Linked DNA regions of Pan troglodytes: region 2 is linked to region 1. Evidence: chromatin contacts called from public HiChIP or PLAC-seq data. All regions are on one chromosome and are shown on one strand. The core of a region is the stretch at or near the end of the contact, and the rest is flanking DNA. Distances in the headings are between cores, read along the strand shown. Region 1 holds the start of PYGL (glycogen phosphorylase L). Region 2 holds the start of TMX1 (thioredoxin related transmembrane protein 1).

The links. HiChIP or PLAC-seq counts read pairs in DNA pulled down with a chosen protein or histone mark.
Region 2: a contact with region 1 is called in an H3K4me3 HiChIP or PLAC-seq map of stem cell-derived excitatory neurons, with 5 times the contacts expected there. The contact joins the promoter of TMX1 here to the promoter of PYGL in region 1. A contact is called at or near these places in 1 of 7 Hi-C or Micro-C datasets (stem cell-derived neural progenitor cells) and 1 of 1 datasets of contacts at active chromatin or transcription factors (stem cell-derived excitatory neurons).

What each region holds. Positions count from the first base shown.
Region 1 is chr15:48,957,071-48,964,769 of NHGRI_mPanTro3-v2.0_pri, reverse strand. PYGL (glycogen phosphorylase L) reads left to right here and starts at 2,627. Exons shown (of 20, transcript XM_001145433.8): 1 at 2,627-3,050. The coding sequence starts at 2,808.
Region 2 is chr15:49,251,688-49,258,319 of NHGRI_mPanTro3-v2.0_pri, reverse strand. TMX1 (thioredoxin related transmembrane protein 1) reads right to left here and starts at 2,382. Exons shown (of 8, transcript XM_522851.8): 1 at 2,009-2,382. The coding sequence starts at 2,160. It overlaps TRIM9 (tripartite motif containing 9), which reads left to right and starts at 2,299. Exons shown (of 11, transcript XM_054666555.2): 1 at 2,299-2,540.

The DNA of each region.
Region 1 (7,699 bases), core at 1,378-3,877:
TCTTAGTCAAGTAACTTAACCTCTCAAGGCCTCAGTGTCCTAGACTAGCACAGAACAAGCAGATGAAACAAAGTTTATATCAGAATGTCAACTGAAAAAGTATCATTTACCATAAATGGAAGATAATTGTATTACATTCTAGTTAGATGCTAAAACTTCAAGAACTTTTAGAGTCTGTACCTGCATTCTGTTAAAAATATAGATTAAAAAATGCTAACATGTTAACACAAAGGACTTTCCAGAAAGACTTAAGGAAAAGTGAAAGGGGAATAACTGTCTTGCAATGTAATTCATTGTCGTTTAAGACTGGGTCTATGGAGCACCCTAAATCACCTGGTTCCATCATGTTCTTTTTAACATGGAGATGGATGGTTTTTCCCCATACTGTATATATTGAGCATTCTATAGTTCATGATTTTTCTGCATAGAGAATTGTTCAAGTCGGGGGTGCAGGCTCACCGACTGGATAGTGAATCAAGAATAGTGTGTTCATTAGTTCATCATTACCCTGAGTTTCCAACAAGAATTTAGTACAGGAAAGTAGACAGCGGAGCTGGGAGCCATCTATTTGAAACTGTCTTAAGCAAAACTAAGAAACCGAGTAAGCTTGCTTTTGGTGTATTTCATCCCTTCTTGTGTGCCCCCTAATTATTCACTCCCCAGTGCCCAGACATTATGATGCCTTCTCCTGCTCAGAGACCTTTTTGGGAGGAAGACCTACTCAGACCTGGTATTCCCTCATCCTAGGCTCTACCCTATTTTTCATCCAGCTGTTAAAGCTGAGTGACTAATTTCACACTTATGTACGAATGACCCATAACTGGCTTAATGCTGTGACCATCTTGGGGGTATTCAAAGCTGATAAACACTTTTTTAAGTTATATAATAATCAAAGAACCTTATCTTTCTGCTTTATTTCAAATTTTACCCCACAGGCCTTACTTATTTTTAAGATCAATGATTTTGATGGGCCCCCCCTTCCCACTCTTAATTCAGGGTATTTCTGGCCCCATCCAGATCCAAACTCTAATGCTCATCTCTTCCATAAATACTGTCCTTTGCAGGTCATCGGTATTGCAAGAGTTGCATAAGGCCCAATTCAGTCTCTGCCCCAAAAGCTCAAGTCCAAACTTCAGAATCTGGGAGGACAAGGATTCAGGAAATTTTGTCAGACCTATGAGCTTTGAACTTTCACTTTTATGGTGAGGGTCACATTTGGTCTGAATCAATTAATCCATTACCCCCCCCACCACCACCACCACCACCACCACCATGTGTGAATTCAAAATAATCAACTTGGGTTTATTATAAAAAGCAAAATATATTAATATAAGTATACTAAGATTTTTCTAGAAAACTTGGCCGGGCACGGTGGCTCACGCCTGTAATCCCAGCACTTTGGGAGACCGAGGAGGGCGGATCACAAGGTCAGGAGATCGAGACCATCCTGGCTAACACGGTGAAACCCCGTCTCTACTAAAAATACAAAAAATTAGCCCGGCGTGGTGGCGGGCGCCTGTAGTCCCAGCTACTCGGGAGGCTGAGGCAGGAGAATGGCGTGAACCTGGGAGGCGGAGCTTGCAGTGGGCCGAGATCGCGCCACTGCACTCCAGCCTGGGCAACAGAGTGAGGCTCTGTCTCAAAAAAAAAAAAAAAAAAAGAAAGAAAGAAAGAAAAAAAAGAAAGAAAAGAAAAAGGAAAAAGAAAACTTACGTCTGGCAATGGACTGTTTCTAAAATAATGTATTAATACTACTTAATGAGGAAGAAAAAACCTCTGACATCCTAAAATGCCAAGTGTTTGCCTTTACCAAGGTTTAAGCACACATAAACACGCATATTCAAATACCACCCAAAGTGGAGGTGCAAAGATCAGTCTGTACCGCACAGTAACACAGACTGGGTTGTTTTTTGTAAAGAAGGCAACTAGTCCAGTGAGTAATCCCTTCATTTTCCACACACATACCCTTCTGTTTTCTCCCCCTCCTCCCCCCACACCCTCCACTGCAGTTAAAACGTAATTCGAAGAAGAAGCCTAAGGTAAAAGCCCCTGCCGCATAATGAGCTTAGAGCTTCACCTCACCTACTCTGATTCTTAGTAACCTACCTCTAAGGATGAGCGACAGGGTGCTACGAGCGGGGCGAACTTTGGTCTAGGAGTTAAGAAACCTGAACCCTGGAGTCCTCAAAAAAATGAATGAAAATAACAGAGGCGCCCTGAGGATCCAAGCTGGGGCGGTGCCAAGGGCTGGCAAGTGAGGTTGGGACAACAGAAGTCAAACGTGCCGTCCTTCCAGATCCCGGCGCTTATGGCGGAAGCCACTCCGGGTGAGAAATCCTAACAGTCATAATGGCATAACAAATAAACATCGGCAAAACAGCAGTCTGCCAACGACGTGCTTCCCTACACAGACGTCCTCCCGTCTCCACACTCTAGAGGGGAGAGGCGGGACAAATGCTGCCTCCGCAGATTTTGGAAATCCGGAAGGGAGCCTCCGAGCCCAGGTCCCGGGCTGGCAGGGGTCTCGCCGGCGCTTGGACCTCGGCTCCCACCCCCGAGCCCACTGCGGCCCCAGAGCCCCGGGAGGGGCCGGGCACTTCCTCTGCCCTCCGGCCTGGGGCAGGGGCCGGGAGGCGGTGGGAGTGCAGCCGGGACGGCACCGCCCGAGGGGGCGGGCCCCAAACTTTCGTGCTGGTTGAAAGCTGCTGGCGCGGCGGGGCGGACTCCACCCCTGCCCGGCAGCCCAGCGCCTCCGGCCGCACATCCAGCTCTCTGCGCAGCCCGCCGCGCAGCCCGCCGCCCCAGCCATGGCGAAGCCCCTGACGGACCAGGAGAAGCGGCGGCAGATCAGCATCCGCGGCATCGTGGGCGTGGAGAACGTGGCAGAGCTGAAGAAGAGCTTCAACCGGCACCTCCACTTCACGCTGGTCAAGGACCGCAATGTGGCCACCACCCGCGACTACTACTTCGCGCTGGCGCACACGGTGCGCGACCACCTGGTGGGGCGCTGGATCCGCACGCAGCAGCACTACTACGACAAGTGCCCCAAGGTAACCGGGGGCGGAAGGGCGGGCCGGGGTCCAGCCCGGAGTCAGAGTCTCCGGCCGCGGCCGGGCGGGACGGGGTGGAGAACCCCTCAGAGTGGTCCCTTGCACCCGGTCCTTGCCCCGAAGTCCAGAGGAGACGTGTCTAGGCTGTGGGCGGGCAGCCTGGGGGACAGATTCGGCCTCCCCACCGACGCCGAACTCGTGTCTCCGAGGTGCCACCCGCCAGTGTCCCGCCCAAACCACTGTGCCGTCAGCCCCTGGAAACTGCCTGGTGGGCAGAAGCCCAGGCCCCTCTCGCCTGTTCACTTCACAAACTTTTTTGGAACTTTGACTCTCAGCATTTAATCAAGAGGTGACGGGGGCCTCTTGTCCTGTATGCTGGACACTGTTCTCTGCCCTGGGCACTCAGCCCTAAACAAAAGGGACAAAAATCTTGCCTTGCTGGAGCTTGGTATTTTGGGAGGGGAGACAAACGCCGAGCTGGGAAAAGGTCGTTAAGTCTCAGGCCTCTGGGAGTGGCTAAGTGTGGTGCAGAGGAGGGGCAGGGTCCCGCTCCAAGCGTAGAGCTCCGCCCACCCATTCTCCTGAGTGGGTGTAGCTCCTGGAATTCCGTGAGTCTTGCGCAAAGGCGGCCCAGGGCCAGGCAATGCCCTGGACTCATACTCCCCGAAGACACACACTCCCCCCACCCTTAGCCCTTCCACCCCCGAGGCCTGCCCCCAGAGCTGCTGAGGAAGGCTGGTCAGGGACCGCCTCCATCCACGGCGTGGGGGCGGGAGCAGAGACCTCGTTAGGGTGATTTTGGACCTACAGAGGGACAATATCTCTGCCTGACAGTTTGCGAAGAGGGCGAGAGGCATTGGGGAAGGACTGGGGAGGGCATGGCACGGAGAGGGATTGTGTGCAGGCTGGAGTGAGGGTGGGTGTGAGTCTCTATTGGGAGAGGAAGCTGGAGAAGCCAGGTGGAGACATATTGGAAAGAATAAAAGATTGGGATACATCCCAGGGGCAGTGGGAAATATATATAAACATTTATTAGAACTTTTTAATTATGTAAAGGTGTGAAGAAGAAAAAAAGGTCTATAATCCCAGTGCCCAAGAAACCCCGTAGGAATTTTTAAGAAAGGAAATAAATGTAAATTCTCATAGTAAGAAATTGCAACTGTAACAGCTTTCAAATGGAAAGTAACTCTTCTTCACCCCAAAGACCTAGGCCTCCACCAAGGTAGCAACTGCTAAAATGTATCCTTAAAAATTTAAATGCACCTTAGAAAACACTTTATGTATACATATATTTACTGTTTTGTTGTTTTGTTTTGTTTTGTTTTGTTTTGTTTGAGACAGAGTCTCACTCTCGCCCAGGCTGAAGTGCAGTGGCGCCATCTTGGCTCACTGCATCCTTCGCCTCCAGGATTGAAGCGATTCTCCTGCCTCAGACTCTCGAGTAGCTGGGACTACAGGCTCCTACCACTACACCTGGCTAAGTTTGTATTTTTAGTAGATACAAGGTTTCACCATGTTGGCCAGGCTGCTCTCAAACTCCTGGCCTCAAATGATCCTCCCTCCTTGGCCTCCCAAAGTGCTGGGATTACAGGTGTGAGCCACCACACTCGGCCACTATCTTTTAAAAATTTATTTACACAAAGGGAATGCTACTAAGTACGCCATACTGCGCCTCTCATTAAAAATTATTTTTAACAATTTTAAGCGGAAGGGTGGGACACTGAGCATATATTAGAAACACACACTCATGCCTCTGTAACATTTAGCATCATAGAGCACCAGAGAATCTTGTATGTTTTTCCTTCAGTGGCTTATGCTGTGCTTTATGGTTTTCCTGGTTCTCCGGCCAGTTTCTTCACTGGGCTGTCCTTTTCTACGTGAGTGCAGGTATAAGCCAGGAATTCCGACGTGTGTAAATTCTGATAGCGATACACTGGGGATTCGACAATGAACATGTTTCATTCCACACGTGCTCATCAAATATCTACTCCATCACAGTCGTCTGTCTAAACAGGATGGTTCCTGCCCTCACAAAGTAGAGCCAGTAGGTGTGTCCAAGCTCCTCTCCCACCTCCCTTGCTCTCCAATAATTGTGCAGATGAATCCCAAATATGGATCCCTAGTCTGAATTCCTTTTCTAACTCTATGCGTACATTTCTGAGTGTTTAGCGAACATATCTAGATATCTTCCTATTTCCTCAAACTCAGCACGTTAAAAACTCAAACCATTATTTTTCCCAATCCTGCCCCATCTTCCGTGTTTTGTTTTGTTTTGTGACAGAGTCTCACTCTGTCACCCATGTTGGAGTGCAATGATGCAATCTTGGCTCACTGCAACCTCCGCCTCTCGGGTTCAAGTGATTCTCCTGCCTCAGCCTCCTGAGTAGCTGGGATTACAGGTGCATGCCACCATGCCCAGCTACTTTTTGTATTTTTAGTAGCGACAGGATTCCACCATTTGGACAGGCTGGTCTCGAACTCCTGACCTGGTGATCCACCCACCTCGGCCTCCCCAAAGTGCTGGGATTACAGGCATGAGCCACCACGACTGGCCTCTGTGTTTTTTGTTTTCATGCCATTGTCATCTTGACAATCCAGACGCAAACTTTATTCTCACTTTTTGCCGTTTAACTGTTTGCCAATTTCTGTTGATTTCTATAGGTTCCCTTGAATGATGTGCTCTCCTCCATTATCTCTTCCTGCCTTGGTGAGGCTCTAGCTACCCATTTGTTGCAGCTGACTTCACGTGGTTATTTTGCTTTCCACAAGTGGTAAAACTGGCAGCCTGAGGCTGAATAAGGATAGCAGACATACTTTGTTGGCCAAGACATTTTTCAGGAGTTTAATTTTTAGCGCCTGTGGTCAGGACTTGCACACTCCATTTCTTAGCCCAGTACTCTTCTTTGTTTTATGTGACCTCAATTACACATTTATTTTCTCTGCCTAGCTCCTGAAGGCATTTGAGTATATGATCCCATCTCATTCTGTGCACTGTGGTCTGCTCAAGCTTCCTAAAACAACACATCTTGCCCCTGCTCAGTTATCATTGGCTCCTCTTGCCTGCCATAGAACTTAAGCAAGTATTCGAAAGCACTTCTCAGTCCAGGTGGGCCTGTTCTTCCCTTGTTATCTTCCATTACCCTCTGTACCCACCTTGCTCTCCCAACAAACCAATCTCCACTCTGGGCCCCTGATTCACTTGCAGTGTCCTTCCTACCACATTTCTGTGCTCAACTCTTGCCTGTCCTGCAAGTCTCAGGTTTATTGACAGGTGTTCCAGAGGTCTTCCCAGAAGTACCCAGGCCCTCTGACTAATGCTGGGGATAAAAATAAAACATACAATTTAAAAATATTTGTTATATCTTTATTTTATTTTACAAGCCTTTTGAAAATATCCACTTTTTACATAAAATACTAGTAATCATAGTACATGCATGTAATTTATAAAGTATATTGGAGATGCTCATATATTTTACTATCAGGCATATGTAACAAATATTTAGAGACCAGTAAGTAAGAGTATGGCCAAGATCTATTTTTTGAAGTCTTATATATTCCCAAATATAAGGAGAGATTACCTCTAAAAAGTTATTTGTGAGAAAACAGGGAATCACCTTACGTTCCTGTCCTTATAAAGTCTGTCATGCAAGGAAGTATTTTCTCATTTACTTTATTCTGAGCAACCACATATTTCTCAAGAGAGACTTTGAAATATTTTTAAGAAGACTTAAGTTCGTGCTAATGTGGAATCATTAAAAAGGAGGCAAATTTAATACAGATGTAGTCATTATTCCTGGGGGTATAACCTCACAATTGCAAGTGTGGAATATATACTATATAAACAAGCTTTTTGTAGATTACTTAAAAGAAAAAGGCAAAACATCATGGTTATAGAGATAATGAAAATACACACATGGAAGGATTTCTTTAAACTGGGTAATACTATGCAAATGGGTATTTGTGGCTGAAGATACTATTACCTGTGACAGCGGTCATCACGTACTAGAGCACCAGCCATTGCCTATGTCTGCCCCAGAGAAGGTACTTTTATCCAATCATTCGAAGGTATCTAATAGCTGGTGAGGGTTCTAGTAACAGCATTATAGACATTCAAACAACTTGGATGAAAACGAAGATGATGTGTTCTGGAAAGCAGTGTTAGGTGGCCCGTTGGGTCATGGATGTTGACCATTTGTTGTGAAATTTAGAACTCAGTTGTTCATAAAAGGAAAATGGGAAAGAATGAAATTTCCAAGTTGACGTTTTCAAATAATATTTTGTTTTAAATATTTGTGTGTAACTAGTATGTTAAATATGATAATAGGCCTTTATTAGACTGAATTCTATTCACAGTTTTTTTTTTTTGATTGGCCAAATTATTATTTTTTCTTTTTTTACTTCTTATCTTATGGAAATGGGGCAATCCCTAAAATTTGAGGTAACCGTATTGGTGCATTTACAGATTTTTGCCATTTTGTTTTGTGTCTAGTAGAGAAGAGAGGATAAATGATTGGAGAATAAGATATTGTAACAGGGGGCAATGAAGTTACTCACTGGTGCTATTTTTTTTTTTAGCTAGTAAACTGTGCTGTATATAAAGAAGGTTTTCAGCAGGTCCGAACTTTGTACCTCTCACCTTCAACTCTGAT
Region 2 (6,632 bases), core at 1,133-3,632, 290 kb before region 1:
CTTAATACTACTTCTGATTGCTGTATTTATATAGTTGGACCATAATGAGTTAAAAAATATCCTTGAGTAATACTTGACTGTATTTTGCATATACACACACGATCACTATTGCTTAATATATTGCTTATAACACTATTTTACAGGCACGATCTAAAACAAGTTACTCATGATGATGACTGAAAAAAGTGTCACAGTTCCTCTCCCCTGAAGCTTTCAATGGTGCCTGAATGAAAATTCATTTCAGAATTGCAGATTATATGCATACTATGAAAATTTCCCTTTATCTTACCCTCCATATAAATGTTCTACTTTTTTTTTGAGACTGAGTCTCACTCTGTCGCCCAGGCTGGAATGCAGTGGTGCGACCTCGGCTCACTGCAACCTCTGCCTCCCAGATTCAAGCGATTCTTCTGCCTCAGCCTCCCGAGTAGCTGGGACTACAGGCGCGTGCCACCACGCCCAGGTAATTTTTTGTATTTTTAGTACAAACGGCGTTTCACCGTGTTAGCCAGGATGGTCTCGATCTCCTCACCTCGTGATCCACCCGCCTCGGCCTCCCAAAGTGCTGGGATTACAGACGTGAGCCACCGCGCCGGCCAGTTTTGTTTTTTTAAAAAATAACACAGGACTTACTGATTTAGCCTTCTGGGTTCTCCCTTGGGGATGTCACTTTCACTGGCCTCCTTAACTTGACAACCCTTGTTGTATTCGTGACACAAGAAAACACTCACCTGAACCCTGTTGTCTTTTCATTTTTATTTATTTACGTATTTATTTTGCTATGTTGCCCAGGATCTCTTGAACCCCTGGGCTCAAGTCATCCTCATACCTCAATCTCCTGGGTAGCGTACGCCACTTCCAGCTGAACCTTTTTAAAGAAGAAGGTGTTCTAACAACAATTATTGTATGCCTACTCTGAAGACCCAAAGAAAGCCAGCACAGCAATATCTGCATAGGTCAACTGAAGTATTTAGGTATCTTGTTACTCATTTGTAAAACGTGAAAAACACCTGTCATAGAGAATTTGTAGGGAATTAAATATGGTATGCGTGTAAAGGTGCTTAGTGGTGTCCAGTACAGTTAATACTCAATAATCATGCTTTTACTATTATCAGTAAATACTGCTAATATGTATAATACCACCATCAACAACGACTTAGCATCTAAAGCAAAGGCAGATACTTTATTTCCCACCGCGGCAGAACAGATATTATTAAATTGAAATCACCACACAAAATACATGATCTCGTTCGAGCAATAAATGATGACCTGGCGCTCTTGAGAGTGTATACATTAATACATTATCTTTTAATGTAATACCATTTACAAAGACCTAGGAGTCAGAACCCAAGGTATTCTCTACACTACAAAGACACCCAAAGGAAAAATGAGATGAGGAGTGAAAAAAAGAGAAAGCAAAAGAGGAGGCAAAAAGAGAAAACGAAAACTTAAAAATAACCCAACTGGAATTGACTCAGTATTTACAATAAAAAAGAAACGTACCTAATCCATTAAAAAAAGCTTAAAAGCCCCAAATTCCAACACCATAAAGAGACTATCTTTTAAGGACAGACAAAACGAGAGGAGAGATTTTGCTCAATATTCTCTTATGTAAAATGTGGTGAAAATAAGTATAGAAGTCTATGAAGAATCACTTTAACTACTTAGACACTAGTCAGACACCTCCCTCCCCACGCCCCAGTCGCATCCTCAAAGTCATGAAAAATGTCAGAATTCGCATTGGCGCTAACCCTTTGGGCGCACCACAACCCGAGAAACGAAACGAGGGTGCACCCCAGAAGAAACTTAACATTCACGGGTAAGAGACGAGGGGGTGGGACCAAGCTGGCGGCAGATCCCAGGAGTTTGGGGAGCTGCAGAAGTCGGGGACGCTCGCTCCGCAACTCGGAGGCGCAGTCCTGGGGAGCCTGCGACCTGCACGAGGAACGTGCGGGGTGAAGTAGTGTGTCCAGGCACGGACGTAGGACCCCGGCCGCCCCGCACTCACAATTCTATCATCCAGTCTCCTTCCAGCAGTTCTCTCCAGTTCTCGTCCGTGATGACGCGAACGTTGCTCCGCCGCCCGTGCGTCCAGGGAGCACCCCAAAGCAACAGCACCAGGACTGCCAGGGGAACTGCAAGACTCCCGGAGGGCGCCATTTCCGCCGCTTGCCCACCTCACAGCGAGCGCGGCGGCCCCTCCCTCCGGTCGCAGCTCCCACTTCCGCCCTCGCGGGTTGCTCAGCGCAAGCGCACTACGGTGCTGCGAGGAGCGCCTGTCTAGAGGACTCTCAATGCGCATGACAGGGGTCTGATCCCAGTGGGTGGTGAAGTCGGGAAAGAGGGAAGAACGCCTCTCCGCAATGCGCATGACAGAAAAGCGGCTTCTTCTACCGCCTAGGGTGCCCCAATATTGTGGGGGAAGGAACAGAGCAAAAGGAGGCGTGGTGTAAAAAGTGGGGCGGTGCTTTGAGGAAGAACGGCTTAAAAGACGCTCCCAGGATTTTGGCGCCAAATGGTTAGCGTTTACAAGCAAATTGGTAAGTTTATAATGTGCTAAAGCAGTTTTCCAATTAAATGTCCTTCAGAGTTCTCATTTGTTTTCTTTGAAACATGTAGTAAATCTAATGGATTTTATAGGAGTCGGAATATTGGTTTACTTCTGAGAGATTATAGACAGGGAAGGTGCAGAGGAACATTATGGTTATGTTGGATGTGTTGGAGGTGTTCAACATCTAGATATGAACAGTAGTTACATGGGCGTACGTATATGATTTTTTTAAAAAGAGGATCAAGCTGTACATTTTAAGACAGTGCACTTTATGCACTTTCAGGTGTATGTTATCTCTCAAAAAAAATTCAGTAGGTACAGAGATCCTAGGTCAGTACTTCAAAATGGAACCAGACACATAGGCTTGTAACATATTTGAGTTTTTTCTCTCAAACATTCGTAAATACAAATGCAAACCAAAATGTGCACTGCCCCATCAGTCAAATGAAAATAGTTGCAGATGTGGTGGCTCACACCCGTAATCCTAGCAAAACAGGGAGGCCAAGGCAGGCGGATCACTTGAGGTCAGGAGTTTGTGACCAGCCTGACCAACATAGTGAAACCCCGTCTCTACTAAAAATACAAAAATTAGCCAGGCGTGGTGGCAGGCGCCTGTAGTCCCAGCTACTCAGGAGGCTGAGGCAGGAGAATCGCTTGAACCCGGGAGGCGGAGGTTGCAGTGAACCGAGATCATTCCACTGCACTCCAATCTGGGCTATAGAGAGAGACTAAGTCTCAAGGAAATAGTTGCCACTATCTTACCTCACCTTTTCAACTTAACTAACCCCAGTTGGTCCCATTCCCCACCCCTCCACTGAATAGCCCTCTCAAGGACACCAGCGACCAGCAAGATAAATCCCAATTGTTTCTTCTCAATGCATCTAGCATGACTCCTAGCCCCATTCTACCACACCCTTGAAACACTTTACTATCTTGCTGTCTGGGCAGCTCGCTTTTTTTTCTGTCCTACACTAGCTGATTCTTCTCAAACTTCTTGGCTGGTCCTCCTTTACTTCCGGACATCGGCATCCCCAGGATGCTTTACTGCCCCCCGCCCCCCATCTCCCGCCACCTTTCTCTTCATATCATCAGGCTCTTATCTTTCTGGGAACTACAGGCATATGTATTCAACTGTATATCATTCAGACTCTGATCTTTCTGGGAACTACAGGCATATGTATTCAACTGTATATCATTCAGACTCTGATCCTTCTGGGAACTACAGGCATATGTATTCAACTCCTTGCTAAACATCTCTTGGGTATGTAATAGCTGGTGAAAGGAAAAGAAATCTTGGGGCCCCAAAATCATTAAGCTAAAGGGAAAAGTCAAGCTGGGAACTGCTTAGGGCAAACCTGCCTCTCATCCGTCTTCTCACTGAGATAAATGCATATCTGATTGCCTCCTTTGGAAGGCTAATCAGAAACTTAGAAGAATGCCACCATTTGTCTCTTACCCACCTATGACCTGGAAGCCCCTTCCTGGCTTCGAGTTTGTCCCGCCTTTGCTTTGAGTTGTCCCACCTTTCCAGGCCAATACAATGTTCATCTTACATATGTTGATTGATGTCTCATGTCTCCCTAAAATATATAATATAAAATCAAGCTGTGCTCCACCCACCTTAGGCACATGTCCTCAGCACCTCCTCAGGCTATGTCATGGGCACGCATTCTTAATTTTGGCAAAATAAACTTCCTAAATTGACTGAGACCTGTCTCAGATTTTGGGGGTTCAGAAGCTCAAACATCAAACAGCCAAAAAAGATAATTCTTGATTCTTCCTCTGCTGGTCTTCCATCCACTAAAGAGCCCCGAGGTTCGCCAGGTTTCTCTAGCCAAACATGTACGTGTTAATTCTTTATTGTTCTCTCTCTTCACCTTCTCCTCTTGTAACCTATGAGCAAATCTTGTAAACGTTACCTTCAAAACGTATCCTGAATCTGACCACCAATTTCCATCTCAACAGCCAACACCCTAGTCCAGAGTTTTCTTGCCTTGAGTACAATGAGAACTTCCTAAATTTGTGAGAAAATAAATTTATATTGTTTAAGCCACCCAGTCTATGATATTTTATTATGGCAGCCCAAGCTAAGACACTAGACCTCCATTACAATGTTGAATAGAAATGGCAAGAGTGGCCAAACATACTTATCTTGTTCCTGTTCTTAGGAGAAAAGCATTGTCTTTTACCACTAAGTATGATGTTAATGTGAATTCTAAATAGTTGCCTTTTATACAGGTGAGGAAGTTTCCTTCTATTCCTAGAAGGTCGTCTGTTTTTATCTTGAAGAAGTGTTGAATTTTGACAAATCCTTTTTCTGCATTTATTGAAATGACCATGTGGTTTTTGTTCTTTACTCTATTGATATGGTGTGGTTTTTTTCGTTTTTTTTTTTTTTTTGAGACGGAGTCTTGCTCTGTCATTAGGCTAGAGTGCAGTGGTGTGATCTCAGCGCACTGCAACCTCCGCCTCCTGGATTCAAGCAATTCTCTTGCCTCAGCCTCCCGAGTAGCTGGGATTACAGGCAGGTGCCACCACGCCCAGGTAATTTTTATATTTTTAGTAGAGACGGGGTTTCACCATGTTGGCCAGGATGGTCTCTTTCTCTTGACCTCATAATCTGCCTGCCTCAGCCTCCCAAAGATACAGTGTATTACATTGATTGATTTTGGGACATGAAATCAACCTTGCATTCTTGGTATAAATCCCACTTAGCCATGGTGTATAATTCTTTTTATATGTTGCCACATTCAGTTTGCTAGTATTTTGTTGCATATTTTTACGTCTATATTCCTTAGAGATATTGGTCTGTAGTTTTCTTGTAATGTCTTTGGTTTTGCTATCAGGATATAACTGGCCTCGTAAAATAAGCTGGGAAGTGTTCCCTCCTTTTCTATTTTTTGGAAGTGTTTGTGAAGAATTTGTATTAACTCTTCTTTAACTGTCTGATAGAGTCTAGCAGTGAAGTCACCTAGGCCTGGGCTTTCCTTTGTAGGTAGCTTTTAAATTACTAATTCAATCTCTTGTTATAAGTCTACTATGATTTTCTATTTCTTCTTGAGTTGGTTGTGGTAGTTTGCATCTTTCTAGGAATACGTCCATTTCATGTAAGTTGTCTAATTTGTTGGCCTAACGTTGTTCATAGTATTATAATCCTTTTTATATCTGTAACATTGATATTAATGTCCTCTCTTTATTGCTGGTTTCAGTAATTTGAGTCTTCTTTCTTTTATTTATTGGTCAGTGTTATGGTTTGGATATGGTTTGAGTTTGTCTCCATCAAAACTCATGTTGAAATTTGATTCCCCGTGTGATGGTGTTGGGAGGTGGGGCCTATTGGGAGGGATTTGAATAAAGGGGGTGGATCTCGTGAATGGCTTGGTGCTGTTCTTTTTTTAAAAAAATATATAGGGTATCTCTCTGTCACTCAGGCTGGGGAGAGATGGTGCAATCATGACTCACTACAACCTCAAACTCCTGGTCTCAAGTGCTCCTCCAGTTCAGCCTCCCAAGTAAAGGTGATAGCCTCAATGCTGGCCCTGGTGTTGTTCTCATAGTGAGTGAGTTCTCACTCTGATGAGACTGGATTAGTTCTCTTGGGAATGGATTAGTTCCCTTGAGAATGGGTTGTTATAAAGCCAGGATACCCCTTAGGTTTTCTCTCTTTGCACTTGTCCGCTTCCCTTTTGACCTTCTGTGCCATGTTATGACCCAGCACAGAAGACCTCACCAGAAGCCAGGGCCATGCCCTTGAGCTTCCCAGCCATTTGCACCACGAGCTAATAATCATGACCTATTTTGTTTATAAATTACCCAGCCTTCTGTTATAGCAACACAAAACAAAGTCAGTATAGCTAAAGGTTTCTCAATTTTGTTGACCTTTCCAAAGCACCAACTTTTAGTTTTGTTGGTTTTCTCTACCATTTTTCTATTCTCTTCTTGATTATTTCCTTTCTTCTTTATGCTTTGGGTTTATGCCCCCTTTTACCCTGATTGTTTTAAGATGAAAGTTATGATTATTGATTTGAGATCTTTCTTCTTTTTTTAACGTATGTGTTTAAGCTCTAAATTTCCCAACCCT